Regions from separate parts of the Mus musculus genome. Here region 1 is linked to region 2. A link is a contact called in public Hi-C data. All regions are on one chromosome and are shown on one strand. Each heading gives the region's core, a stretch centred on a gene start, on an enhancer-like site or on the middle of the called end of the contact. The rest is flanking DNA. Distances are from core to core; before and after follow the strand shown. Region 1 overlaps Iqgap2 (IQ motif containing GTPase activating protein 2). Region 2 overlaps F2r (coagulation factor II (thrombin) receptor).

Region 1 (6,361 bases), core at 1,183-3,682, 71 kb after region 2:
GGCACTGTCCCTCTGCCCACCATGGGCAGCACTGTCCCTCTGCTCACCATGGGCGACCCTGTCCCTCTGGTTCACCTCATTTTGAAGTTTTTCTTGGGTGAACAAATTGCCTCAATGTCTTCAGATGCCCTTTAAGGTCACTGCCATGTGGCATCTGGCTGCATCCCATAGCTGAGCTGCCTGACTCTGAAGACCTCCTCTGTCTAAGACTAACTGTTCAGCAGAGATCGCAACCTCTGCCCTACTTGCTGAAGATGCTGCTACTCAGAATTAGAAAGTAATGCCTCTCATTAACTTTCCATAAGTTTTCACTTGTGGGAGGCGGAGACAATCAAAGCTGATTCGGTTGGATCTCTGGTAGGAGAAATCTGCAGCTAACAATAGCTCCAAAAAACTTGAAATTCAACTATCAATCAAAATTCCACTTCAGTCTGACAGACCTTGATGCATTTCGACAGTATTTTGAATGGAATTCTTAAAGTTATGTGTGTCAGCCTGAGCTAGCCCACCGCTATCATGAGCACCTGCCTTGGTGCTTTCTCGTGGGCTTTATACCTACTTGATTTCTTCCTCCAGCGCAGTTTTGAAGAGCTTGAGCAACAGGTATTCTTCCCTCTGGTTAGAGGCGTAATTGTATAGAGTGAAGATAACCGTGTCCATGAATTTCGTCGACTTGTTCTGTGGCATCTGGAAAATCAGCTTAGCCAGGTATGAAGGTTTGGTCTACAAGAGAAGGTGGGAGCCGTCAGCTAGAGGCTGATGTCTACGAAAGCAGAGCGTGGCATCTGATTCTCGGCTCTCCCGTGACTGAATGTGTCGTGAGGAACAGATGGGTCCTAGCACACAGCCTCTGGCAGAGATCAGCTAATATTATACAATGACAGTTTAGGAAGCTACATTGAAACATTATAACATGTTAGTGCTGCTTATTACATGGTTTGTTTGCTATAGTCGTCTTTTATACATTTTTGTACTTTTAACGACATATAATGTTTATTAGAGAGACACAGAAGAGGAGGTGGGCCCATAGAATCTGAACTGAGGAGAAAGGAACAGACTGAAGTAGCCAAGCTGGCCTAGAAAGATTGACAGGTAAACAGAAGGAAATACACACCATCTGTGCCTAGAAGGAGAAAGAAAAGGCCCTGCTTACACATGGAGACAGTGAGCCAGCCCGCCATGACATTCTCCAAAGAGGGAGAAAGAATAAGGCTGGGGAGGGTGGGGGTGGGGTCAGAATAGCCAACAAGAGAAATTCCAGAAAGAACATGAGTCAAAACAAGGACCCACCTGCCCCCAGCCCCCCCCCCCAAGAATAAAAGGAGTTCAAGAAATTGACAGGAATTTAAAGACAACAGAGTTCCAGAGAAGAGAGTGAAATTAGAGCCAGCCTTTGGTCTAAGCGTCTTCCTCTGGCAGCTTTGCCGGCTGGACCAAAGTTAAAGGAGAAAATATAGTGTATACAGAGAGAGAGGAATTCACACAGAAAGATGGGCCACTCTTCTTCTCACTGCTCGTGAGAAAAGACAATGGTCAATGTTAGTATGCTTGGCAGCTAAGACTCACTCAGGATGCCCTAGCTGCGTGGCCTGAAGGTTTCCAAGAAAAACCAGATCCTGGTTTCTGTTGCTACTCTAGTTTTGAGATCAGAGTGTTGGGATAAAGTTCTGTGCATAAAATACCCTGGACTCTATTTTCTTTTTAATTTAAAAACTTTTTTTTTAAATGTGTGCGTCTGCTTGCCTGCATGTGCACTTTATGTGCAGGTGTTGGAGACCACGAGAGGGTGTCAGATACCCCAGAACTGGAGTTACACATACCCCAGAACTAGAATTACAGACGCCAACTCAAGTGGATGCTGGGAGCCAAACCTGGGTCATCTGCAGTGCTCTTGGCCACTGAGCCATCTCTCCAGCCCAGGACAATGTTTTCCTAGACTGCTAGCCTCTTTTCTACTGATAACTAAATGTAGGTATCATGGTTTTAAAAGAATTTATTTCCCCGTGTAGCTCGTGCTAGAGACACAGACCTAAGCACGTCCTCTCCTGGCTGGACAGCTGTGGAGAAGAGTCCCGACTAACGTGTGATCATAGGGCGACAGGAATCCAGGCCATTTTCTTTCCTACCATTTCATCACTGGCCTTGGACTCAAGGAGAGGTAAAGGCCTGGACTACAAGCAGCTGAGGAGTTCCTCCGACTTAAACACTCAGCCACGGCTTGACCACTACTCTAAATTGGATAAGCAAAGCATCTCTGCTTAAGGTGGCCACAGTGGAGGTGGCGGTGGGGGCGGGGGGGGGGCAGGGGGCGGGGAGCAGGGAGCGGGGAGTGGGGAGGGGCTCTTCCTTTAGGGAAAGGTTGCAGGTCAGGAGTGAATTGCACAGGCAAAGGTAAAAGCACGGATATTTTTCCTCCTATGCTGCCACATAGTGGCCATCAGAGGCACATATATCCATTTGAAGTCATTCTCCAATCTGTTATTTAGTACTTTCCGTGGGGCTCTTGCATGCAGTGAGTTCTTCTAAGTATCCGATCCAGGGAACAACAAAGGTTCAGGCACCTGCAGGCCTGGAGCCACACAATGAACTACTACTGGCCCACCTCTTTGAGGGTGGGTGGTTTTCCTGCTGGTGTGGAGTCTGCTGCTAATGGCTTGTACTTGCCCAGGTCCCTCAGTGTGTAATCAGATTGTCAACAGGGAACAAACCAATAGCCAGCCCATCAAAGTCCAACCATAATCCGGTACCCTGGATGCCATGTCAAATTATGACTCATTCGGCTCAGAAAATAATGCCATGAAAATAATGACGTCAAAATAGTCCCACCTCTCTGGCTCTGGCTCCCAAAGGAGGAGGTCTGTCCCTGGCACAGATTTGCTTTTCTAGTGACTAGTTTTGTCATCGGTTGACATGAAACCTTTAATGGCATGCTGAGGTCATCATGATGAACTTCACGTTGCTTCTGCACATCACTGAGGTACAGTGCAGTTGTGAAGGGAGCGAGCCTGAAGGCTAACTGCCTGCATGCTGCCTACTGTTTATTGGTTGGGTCTGAGGTTTTTCATCTGCAGTATGGGAAGAATGCCATTCCTTATCCTGATGCTCAGGGCTAGGTCAAGAATTCAATGAGTTACTCTACATAAAGCACCTAACGTTAACGGTTAGTACTTAGTAAAGCATTTCCTAAGCTATTATTATAAATGTTATACAAAGCTGTTATTATGATGTTCACATAGAGCATGTAACTAAGCTGTTGGCTGGAGCATGGGCGAGGATCCATAGTGGGAAGCTTGTTGTTTATCCACAAGCCAGAGTGGAGGAGAAGCTCGCTCACCTGGAGGAGGTAGAACAGTTGCTGGTAGGTCTCCAGTGTTTTCCGTCTCTCCTTACTCAAGCTTTTAATTCCCTTGTTGTCAGTGTTATTCAGTATTTCTATTTCACCACCTTTTTTCTTATTCAGCTTTTTTCTGTGTGAGATTACATCCTGTGAAGAATTTTATGACATCGTTATTTTTACCTTGGTACACTTTATCATTTTCCTACACACACACACACACACACACACACACACACACACACACACACACACACACACACACACATTCTGTCTCTGTCTCTGCCTCTCCCCCCCACAACCTCCTTGGGTTTGAATAGGATGGCCCCCATAGACCTCAAGTGTTTGAATGCTTGGCCCATAGGGAATGGCACTATTAGGAGGTGTGGCCTTCTTGGAGTCAGTGTAGTCTTGCTGGAGGAAGTGTGTCACTGTGGGAGTGGGCAATGAGGTCTCATATACTCAAGCCCTGCCCAGTGTGGAACACATTTTTCTGTTGCCAGTGGATCAAGATGTAGAACTCTCGGCTCCTCCAGCACCACGTCTGCCTGCATGCTGCCATGCTTTCTGCCATGATGAAATGGACTGGACCTCTGAAACTGTAAGCCAGCCCAATTAAAAAAAAATTTCTTTTTCTTTAAAATAAGAGTTGCCTTAGTCATGGCGTCTCTTCACAGCAATAAAAACCAAACCAAGACCCACCACAACGTGCATTTTCTGTTTCCTTCCCCTGGAAACAAAGGAAGAGGGGACCTTGAAATTAAATTAAATTGAAGAAGTGCCCCTGGTAGATGAGTTCAGGCTTTGCCATAGGCTTTATCCAAAGCTGTACTTGTTTGCTCTCAGGATTTAATGCAGGCATCAGAAAATTAAATGAAGAAAGAGTACTCTTTTTAAAAACATGATGGTGGAACAGCTAGATACTTACATCCTCCAGGAAAGAGTCAGACCCCCTACCTCACAGCACAAGAACCTCAAAACAGAAACACACACAGGAGCAGAAATGACCAACCCCGAGAAAGGAAAACTAGCCAGCAATTTTGACTTTGGACTGAACAACGGATTCTCCACTATAATACAATATAAGTTACAAAAGGAACAACAAAATCAGCCATCATCAAAGCTAAAAAGTTTCATGACTTTCCAGGATGAGAGAAAATGCCTGCAGATTAGAGAAACATGCTCTTTTTCTTTTTCCTTTTCTTTCTTCTTCTTTTTCTTTTTCCTTTCCTTTTTCTTTTCTTTTCAAGACAGGGTTTCTCTGTGTATCCCTGGCTGGCCTGGAACTCAGAAATCCACCTGCCTCTGCCTCCCGAGTGCTGGGATTAAAGGCGTGTGCCACCACCGCCCGGCTTAGATGCTCTTGCAACCAAAAACTAGAAAGACTCAGAACTGAAATGCACAAAAAGGACTAGAGCTGGCACTTCCTGCATAAGATGTAAGATACACACATGGCTAAGAAGCACAGACGCTCAACGTTAATTTTGTTCTTGTTGTTCAGGGAGCATGTCAAAGTTTTCTTTTCCTGAATTTCTTCACAAAGTTCCCTTTGCTGATAGAAGTCATATTATTCAGGTAGTGTCTTTTCTGCTGTTCTACTGTAAGCCATCGCCTTGTCCCTAGTCTTCCAGGACACCTTTTAGTGGTTACATAGTATAGACGTCAGGCTGAATTCATGGTTGAAGTAGTTAATCTTCGGGGCAGCCTAGGGGGACTCCTCTGGCATGTCAATGAGGGTGTTTGCAGGGAGATGTAGACAAGGAGGGAAGATCCATCTTCAGTGTGATGGCACCAGCCCAGAGGCTGGGGCCTCAAAGGAAATAAAATAGAAAATGGGGCCAGCGGACCAGCACCCACGTTCCCCCTCTCTGCTTCCGGCATGTGGAGGCAGTGAGCAGCTGCCACACACTCCTGCTGCCTCAGCCCCACCCGGCAGCTGTCATGGCCTCGATGGACTGTACCCGCAAACTGTGAGCCAAGAGGAACCTGTCCCCAAAACTAAATTTTCAAAAGCAGAAAGAAAAGTTACTAATTCCTTGACTAATTCATTGTGGTTTCTGGTGGATGACAGAGGTTCTGCTCTTGTAGGATGATTGAATGATCTTGAAGGTAGAAATTTTGAATGGCTTTCTGCTCATTCATATAGGTGTGTTTGTAAGTACTGGAGCCTGGAATCGAGGTGTTCTGCATATATGCACAATGTATTTTTCCATACACAAAATTGTCTAGGATTGTTGCAGCTGCTGTGTGCATTGGGAGCAGACCACACTTGTCCTGCATTTTGCAGGGACTTGGACACGAGGCTCTGACTGCTCCACCCTTCAATGTATCAGGATCATCTGTAGCCTTCTTATCTCAGTCAATAGTGATTCTGGGAAAAGACCCGAGTCCCTGGCAGCCTTGCTGTGCTGCCTGCTGTCATCAGGCTGATGTACTTTCCTATTAGTACATTTCATATGTATTTCATACCTAATATTTCGTATTAGAACGGTGAAATACTTAACACAAAGGCCTTGGCTTTATTATAAAGGTATGTATGGGCATAGGTTTTATCATATGAGAGTTTCATTTCAGAACCTGTACCACCTTGAAGGATGCCAATCTTGTCAGCGTGGTTAAAAAGATTTACAAATACGTCATAGGCAAGGGGCATGAAAATGAGTAACTTATAACAAAAAATGATAAACCTTGGGCAATATACGCAAAATTCCCAAAGCGCTTTCCTGAACCAGTCCTCCTGAGCACACACACACATACACACACACACACACACACACACACACACACACACACACACACACACACACACACACACACACTTCTCTCCTGGGAGCTGAGGGAGGGGCTCACTGCTCTCTGACCTCCAGCGTAATCCTGTTCTTCACCAGCAGTCCAATCTTGATGTCCATTAGGTTCAAGTCCTTCTCCAGCTGCTGATTGGCCCTGATCTTCGTCACTACTTCTTCTCGTAGCCTGGCTACCTCCAGCTCCTCCTGGAAATCCAAGTCACTCTGGTCCAACAGGTAC
Region 2 (7,035 bases), core at 31-2,530:
ATACACACACAGACACACACATACACACACAGACACACACATACATACACACACAAACATACACACACAGACATACACACATACACACACATACATACACAGACACACACACAGACACACACATACACACACATACATACACATACATACACACATACACACATACATACACACATACACATACATATATACACATACACACATACATACACACATACACATATACACACAGATATACACACATTCACACACATATACACACACACACATACACACACAGACACACACATACATACACATTCATACACACATACACACACATACACACACAGACATACACACATACACACATACACACACAGACACACACATACATACACATACACACACATACACAGACACACACACAGACACACATACATACACACACATACACAGACACACATACACAGACACACACACAGACACACACATACACACACATACACATACACACACAGACACACATACACACACACACACACACAGAGACACACACACACACACACACAATAAGAGTAAAATAAAATTAAGAAATGGCCTTGAAGAGGGGTTTACCAATTTTCTCAAATGAGGACTTATTTGGATAAATTCATTTTCAGTAAAAGGACTAAATAATTTCTGTAGTTTTCAAAGTCTGGTGTTTTGGGTGAACGATGTTTGCTGTTTGATGAATGAAGAGTTCCAGAAGATAAGCAAGTTGCTTTGTGACGTAAGCCTGAAGCCTTAGTCATGGTTAGGTTCTGGCTGACTGTGGGGAGAGAGTATGACACTAATGTTCCTAGTAGCCGCCGGGACAGATGGAAGCAGCTGTGGCTTCGGAGTCTAGCTCCGAAACGTACTGTGCCTGTTCTTGATGCTGAAGGTCCCAGGCTTCACAAGACTCCATAATTCTGGAAGAATTTTTATAGGTTCTGGATCTCTGTACCCACTGCTGGAATAACCTATCCATGTGCAAAGCATTAGTTGTGGATGGCAGATGTTCAGGAGGGGTCTGTTGTTTGGCTTTGTTATTATACTTTACTTTTGTTGTAATGTGAGTTGCTCTTCTGTTGAAGTTGTGTGTATTCATGGGACGTAGGGAGCGTACAAATAGGAAACAAAACAAGTCACACTCTGAACATGAATTGAACTGTCTTGGTGTGCTCTCAGATCTTTATTGTTCCCAGGCACTGTGGGAGTCACTGATCAGTAGTGATGGTCCTTGGGCTGAGTCATTTGCCTCAGGGTCTGTTTCATGGCATGGGCAAGACTAACATTCCTGGTATTAACTAGCACGGGTGTCCTCGAGGTCACTATCTTGCAGCCAGACTGTGAGAAGCAGCAGTTAGTCTGTTTTCTGGCCTCTAGGCACTTGGGCTATCTGCACTAGAGCTATTGGCACTATCTCTAAAAAGCACAGTCAACACGCTTAAAATCCCACAGTTTTGTGGAGACTGGAGCCCTTTAAACTACCCCCCCCCAAAAAAAAGAACCTAAGAAGGGAGTGTTGCAGAAAAATTTAATCCCAAACTGTGTGCTGTTTTTTGTCTTTGTTTGTTTGGTTTTTTTGTTTTTCGTTTTTTGTTTTTGACCCTGCCTTTAGCCATTTAGTTCCTAGATAAAACAAACACACACATATAACTTTTATATTTACAATAAACCTTAATCAGCACAGAGCTGGGCAGATGTCTATCCTCTATGGCATTATGCTAATTTCCCAGCCAATAATCTCGTTATATAATTTGCCATGTTTCATCTGGGCTACTCTTAACTCCAATTAGCTAACCCACATGGCCATTATTTCATGACTCACCTAACCCATGGAGGCTTTCTTGTCTATCCACCTTCTTCTCCCCCCTCATGATTCTTCTCCAACCCCAAGCCTGGGAACCCTAATACCCCCTCCAGTCTACTCCCCACCCCCACCTCCACCTTCTATGCGTCTTCTGCCCAGCATCGTTATTCACCAATCAGAAGTAACTTGGGGGCAAGGTCATATAGCATCACTCTTATGTGTCTACGTGCAGACTCTCTCATCTCTGTGGCAACCAGGCCTTGGGGGCCTGCGCTTAGCATTACAATACATAGCAACAGACTAAACCTCTGCAAGGGAGGGAACTCTCAGGAAGATAGGTATTGCCTCAAACACATGAATTAAGCCGAGCTAAGCACAGGTTGCTGCTGCTTTACAAACTGCCCCAGTGTAGTGGGTGTGGTGGTGTCTACCTTCAATCCCTCTGCCTGGGAGGCCGGCCGACCTGAGGGATCAAAAGTATGAATCCTAGCCAGGCAGTGGTGGCACACACCTTTAATCTCAGCACTCGGGAGGCAGAAGCAGGCGGATCTCTGTGAGTCTGAAGTCAGCCTGGCCTATAAAGAGAATTCCAGGACAGCCAGAGAAACCCTGCTTTGAGAAACCAATAGTTATTATGTATGTATGTATGTATGTATGTATGTATGTATGTATGTATGTATGTATTTATGAATGTATGAATGAAACCAGTCTGAACTACACAGTGAAACTTTGTCTCAAAACAACAGCAACAAAACCACTTCACTTTTATTGTAATAAAACAATTGCTCTGAAAATTATCTTAAGGACCAAAGAATTCCATACAGTAGACAACTGGCCCTCCAAACAAGCCAACTTTGCAAAGGCTGCCTCTCTTTTTTTTTTTTTTTTCTCGAGACAGGGTTTCTCTGTGTAGCCCTGGCTGTCCTGGAACTCACTTTGTAGACCAGGCTGGCCTCGAACTCAGAAATCTGCCTGCCTCTGCTTCCCGAGTGCTGGGGTTAAAGGCGTGCACCACCACGCCCGGCAAAGGCTGGCTCTTAAGGTCTTGCTACACAGTGCATGGTCCAAAGGGCTGCAACTTTAACATTTCTTGGAATGCAGTGAGACTTGTACCTCAGACCCAGCCCCAGGCCTACAGCTTGGCGCCTGCAGCTTCAAAAGATTTCCAGATGGCAAAGCGGGGTCCAAACTTTCTTGACCTTTTTGTAGTGCTGGGAAGTGAGGCCATCACACACTAGGCGAATGAATCCTCTGCCAGCTCCTGAACATTTTGTTTAAAATGTCTCTATCAACTCTGGCTTACCCATTAGACTCCTAGGAGACCGCGACAGTTCTGACTGGTGCTCCGGCCCAGTTCTCAGAGGTTCCGACTCTCGGTGTTTGGGTGAGGGGTGGGTGGGGGTGCTTGATGGGTTTAGAAGTTCTCTAGTGGCTCAGTACAGATGCAAAGTTGCCAAAAATTCCTTAAAGAAGGCCGAACTGCTAAAACTTTTTCTGAGGCCCTTGATCCCATATTACTTAACTAAGTTTCATTATATGCGGTGTTTAACACACAAACCTGTCTGGAGATGTAACTGGGTGGAAAAGAGCCTGCTGATTATGTGGGAGCTTTCAGGTTTAATTAATTCCACAGCATTATAAAAACATCTAAAACTCAATGGAAGGCACATACTTGGCTCATTCTTGGGGAGCCACTCAAGAATACTCCGTGTCTCAGGATAAGAAAGGAAGCAAAGGCTCGCTAAGCGACTGGGCTGCACTGAACTGCAGTGTGAACCACAATGCATTGCGCACTGCAGTACAGTGCGGCAGTGTGGACAGTCTCTCTCTCCGTGGCGCTCTCAGCTCCCTGAGTGGGTTGCCCAGTAGTACCTTGGAAGCGTTCTGCTACTATGGTCTGTGCTGAAGCCATTAGGATAGCCAGGCCTGCCCTGATCCCAAACCCAGGCTTCAGGCTACTGTAGATGCAGCTTTTGAGGCTGTTCTCTGTACTGGCTGTGAGTCATTTCCTTAAGGAACAAACAGGCAGCCACCTGGGTGGAAAATGCGCCACAAATGCTGTCTGATCAGAAATCCAAGATGCCGCCGAATCTGAGCTCTGGTTTGCCATGTGTTTCTAGAAAAGCTGCACACAGTGGCTCGTCAGTCCTCGGGACAACGCGGTGCATACACTGGCTTTTCACTCCTTGGTTTCCGTAGCCATTCTGAGACCAAGTCATGCTGTGTAACCCAGGCTGTCCTTGAACCTGCAATTCTGCCTCAACTATCCGAGTGCTGGGGTTAGAGGTGTGCGGTCTTACCCTGCTTTTCCACGTGTCGGTATGTTTCCATGGGAGACTGCTGCTGTTTTAAATTGCCCCCTGCCCTGGCAGCTAGAGATGGTGCTCAGCCAAAGTTTATCTCTTCTTTGTAGGAGGCTGCTGGCTGGAAAGCAGACTTTAAACACAACCTCCTGACCTGTGGGCTACACGGTACCCAGAGATTTGGCTCTGTTTATTGTATAGTTTCTTTTGCTTCAAGGTGTGGATCCTCTCCGGTTGTGGGGGGCCAGTAGCAGTGAGAGAAACGGTTTACTCCGGTTTGCTTTATATTTGTCTTGCTTCTGTTTCCATCTTTCCTCTTCTCCTTCCTGTTCTTTTCTAATTTCCCACTCTCTGTCACCATCTTTCTTCTTCCCATTTCACCTCGCCTCCCTGACACCCTGATTCTCATCCCTTCTTTGCCTTCCCCCTTTCCTTCCTTCCTTCCCTCCCTCCCTCCTTCCTTCCTTCCGTTCTTCTCTCTCTGCCCTCTCCTCCCTTTTTCTTTTCTCCTTCCATCCCTCCCTTCCTCCTTTCTCTCTTCCCCCTCCTCCCCCTCCCTTCTCCTCCCCCACCTCTCTTTTGAGATAGGATCTTACACTATAGCCCAAACCAGAATAGAACTTTCACAAAGTCTTGAAACTCTCTGTGACCCTCCTGCCTCAGCCTTCGGTGCCCTGTTATTACATGTGGGAGTCACCAGGCTGTTTTCTGTCTCCTTGAAGTTGGGAAATTATACTTAAGAACAATTCTCTTGAACTTCTTTGGGTCAGGGCACTACAGTATACGGTGCACATGCAGTATGTTTTACCTGCATGTAGATATGTGTATTATGTGCATGCCTGATGCTCTCAGACGTCAGAAGAGGGGGCTGGATCCCTTGGGACAAAATTTACAGGTAGTTGTGAGCCAGCATGTGGGTGCTGAGAATGAGCCCAGGTCCTATGTAAGAGCAGTAAGTGCTCTTAACCTCTGAGACCTCTCTACAGTGCCCCACCACACACCCACACCCACACACCCTGCCCATGTTTGCACCTTTTTTTTTTTTAACAATCTCTTTAATGGTTGGCTCAGTGGGTGACATCTGCTGTCTGCCTTGAAGGTCAGTGAGCTGTATTATCACATGACAAATGGCCTCAGGAAAGGTCAAAGGGACAGCTTCCTAGTGTTTCCAGTTAGTTCTCTGGTGTCTCTGAGGATGGCCTGCACTGGAGTGCCTCTACTCCTCAGATGGCAACTCACTTCAATGCTTCTCCTATAGAAAGCTCGAGCTGTCTTCTCCCGAGGCCAACTTCCCCCATGCACAGTTGGTCTAATAACTTTGAAAGGTTCAACACAGAGCACCCGTGACCACTGTTGGAGGCAGTCTTTCCCCCTTACTTGAGTTATTGTTTGAGGGTTTCCTACATTTGTGTAATGGGCTCCTTCATTTTCCCATGGCCCTTTGTGAAGAGAAGCTGTGTGTGTGGAAGCCCTGGGCCTCGGGATGGAAAAGGCTGGCTCACAAAGCAGGTTTAATGCTTTCCACTGGCTTCTGGAACTCAGGCCTTCCTCAAGGAGGAGATTCTGCTACCCCAAGTTCCTCAAATGAAATGCAACCTAAAAGTTTCCAGCTGCATATTCAACAGCCAAACGAACGATCCGTTTCCTCCCAAAAATGTTGCTTTTGACTTGGAGGCGAAAAGCACAACATGTGTTGTTGTTGTTGTTGATAAAATTCAAGTGTGTTATTTGAGCTCAAATGCATTTCGAAAAGTTGTAATAGGAGAGTTTAAGATTGCTTTCTGACTAGAGGCAGGGTCCTTGTGCTGGGGGTCCCAGCTGAGGTGACCCCCCCCTGGTTCACATACTGTGTGTATGGCTTAGGAAAACCACGTTGACAACTCTTTGTGCTAACAGAATGCTTATTTAGATGAAGTAATTTTTAAAAAAACTGACCGTGAGTCTAGATACACTGTACTAAAACCTTTTTATTGATTTTTCAATTCTCAGGGGTTGAGCACCATTTGGCTTCACCTCCTCCCCTCAGGGAGTGCTACACGGCACAGGATGGTCATTCATGCCCAAGAGGTGGCATTGCTGTCCCTGTTTACTGCCACCCTCTATCAGGCTTGCTGGGAATGTGCAATCCCCCTGCCTCACCCTGAATACAGGGTTGACAGGCCCCACAAATGCCCAGTGCCCCCCTCAGACACGTCTGTCTCTTCCTAAAACAGAACTGTAGATGTAATTCACAAAGCTTGTAAGTTGGGAAACCCGTCTATTTTCAACGTTGTAATCAATTTTCCAAAAAGGGGATTGAAAAATGGGAAGATAACCAGCTAACGAACGCCTTTCAAAAACCACGCTGTACGCGCTGCGCTGTATTCGTCTCTCCACTTACTATGCTAGATCCCTTCTCCAGGCCCAGGGAAGCTGACCTACGAGGGATGTCACCCTGGTGCTCTCTCCATTTGGTTCTGTAGCTGAGCCCAGGAACAGTCTTCTCACCTGTGGAATTTAGAGGGAGTGTCTGTGGTGTGGTCAGAAGGTGAGGGAGGGGTTGGGGGGGTAGGAGGTGGGATAAAGATGACGGTGCCCCTACATACAGGTATGGAAACACAGATTTAACCACACACACACACACTCACACAATGGGAAGCACCAGCAAGGGGTGGGAGAATCATGTAGCAGGGATTAGCCCCTCACTGTCATCCTCGCCCTGTCCCTGGCTGGTGAGCGGTATCCCTAACCTGTAGCCTCTGGGGAGCTTCCTCATCCACCGCTGACCCTTTCACTCTAGCTACAGAACTGTAAAGCACCCATTACATCACTAAAGAGTGCTGTGCACTCCCACCGGGGCCCACAGGAACAATCTATTCCAGACACCAAGCATGGTTTTAGTTTATTAATATATTTTTTTTTAAAAAAGAGGGTGAA

The links. Hi-C and Micro-C count contacts between places; a contact is called where the count stands out from the background.
Region 1: a Hi-C map of the N1E-115 cell line shows a contact between it and region 2, with 2.4 times the contacts expected there. The contact joins two enhancer-like sites. A contact is called at or near these places in 10 of 484 Hi-C or Micro-C datasets (the C2C12 cell line, the N1E-115 cell line, embryonic stem cells and 3 more), 10 of 115 datasets of contacts at active chromatin or transcription factors (cardiomyocytes, embryonic fibroblasts, embryonic stem cells and 2 more) and 5 of 9 other capture datasets (adipose tissue, embryonic stem cells, embryonic tail and 2 more).

Annotation. Positions count from the first base shown.
Region 1 is chr13:95,665,034-95,671,394 of GRCm38.p6, forward strand. It overlaps Iqgap2 (IQ motif containing GTPase activating protein 2), which reads right to left. Exons shown (of 36, transcript NM_027711.1): 21 at 6,196-6,361; 22 at 3,335-3,484; 23 at 560-723. Among named protein-coding and RNA genes, the nearest start is that of Gm33074, 3.9 kb to the right of the region's middle. Within about 2 kb of position 2,433, at least 8 of the 459 cell types and tissues checked have an H3K27ac peak or open chromatin away from gene starts, as enhancers often do. A contact at or near this core is called in the N1E-115 cell line, where this site is marked.
Region 2 is chr13:95,594,806-95,601,840 of GRCm38.p6, forward strand. It overlaps F2r (coagulation factor II (thrombin) receptor), which reads right to left. Exons shown (of 2, transcript NM_010169.4): 2 at 6,975-7,035. Among named protein-coding and RNA genes, the nearest start is that of F2r, 20 kb to the right of the region's middle. Within about 2 kb of position 1,281, at least 13 of the 459 cell types and tissues checked have an H3K27ac peak or open chromatin away from gene starts, as enhancers often do. A contact at or near this core is called in the N1E-115 cell line, where this site is marked.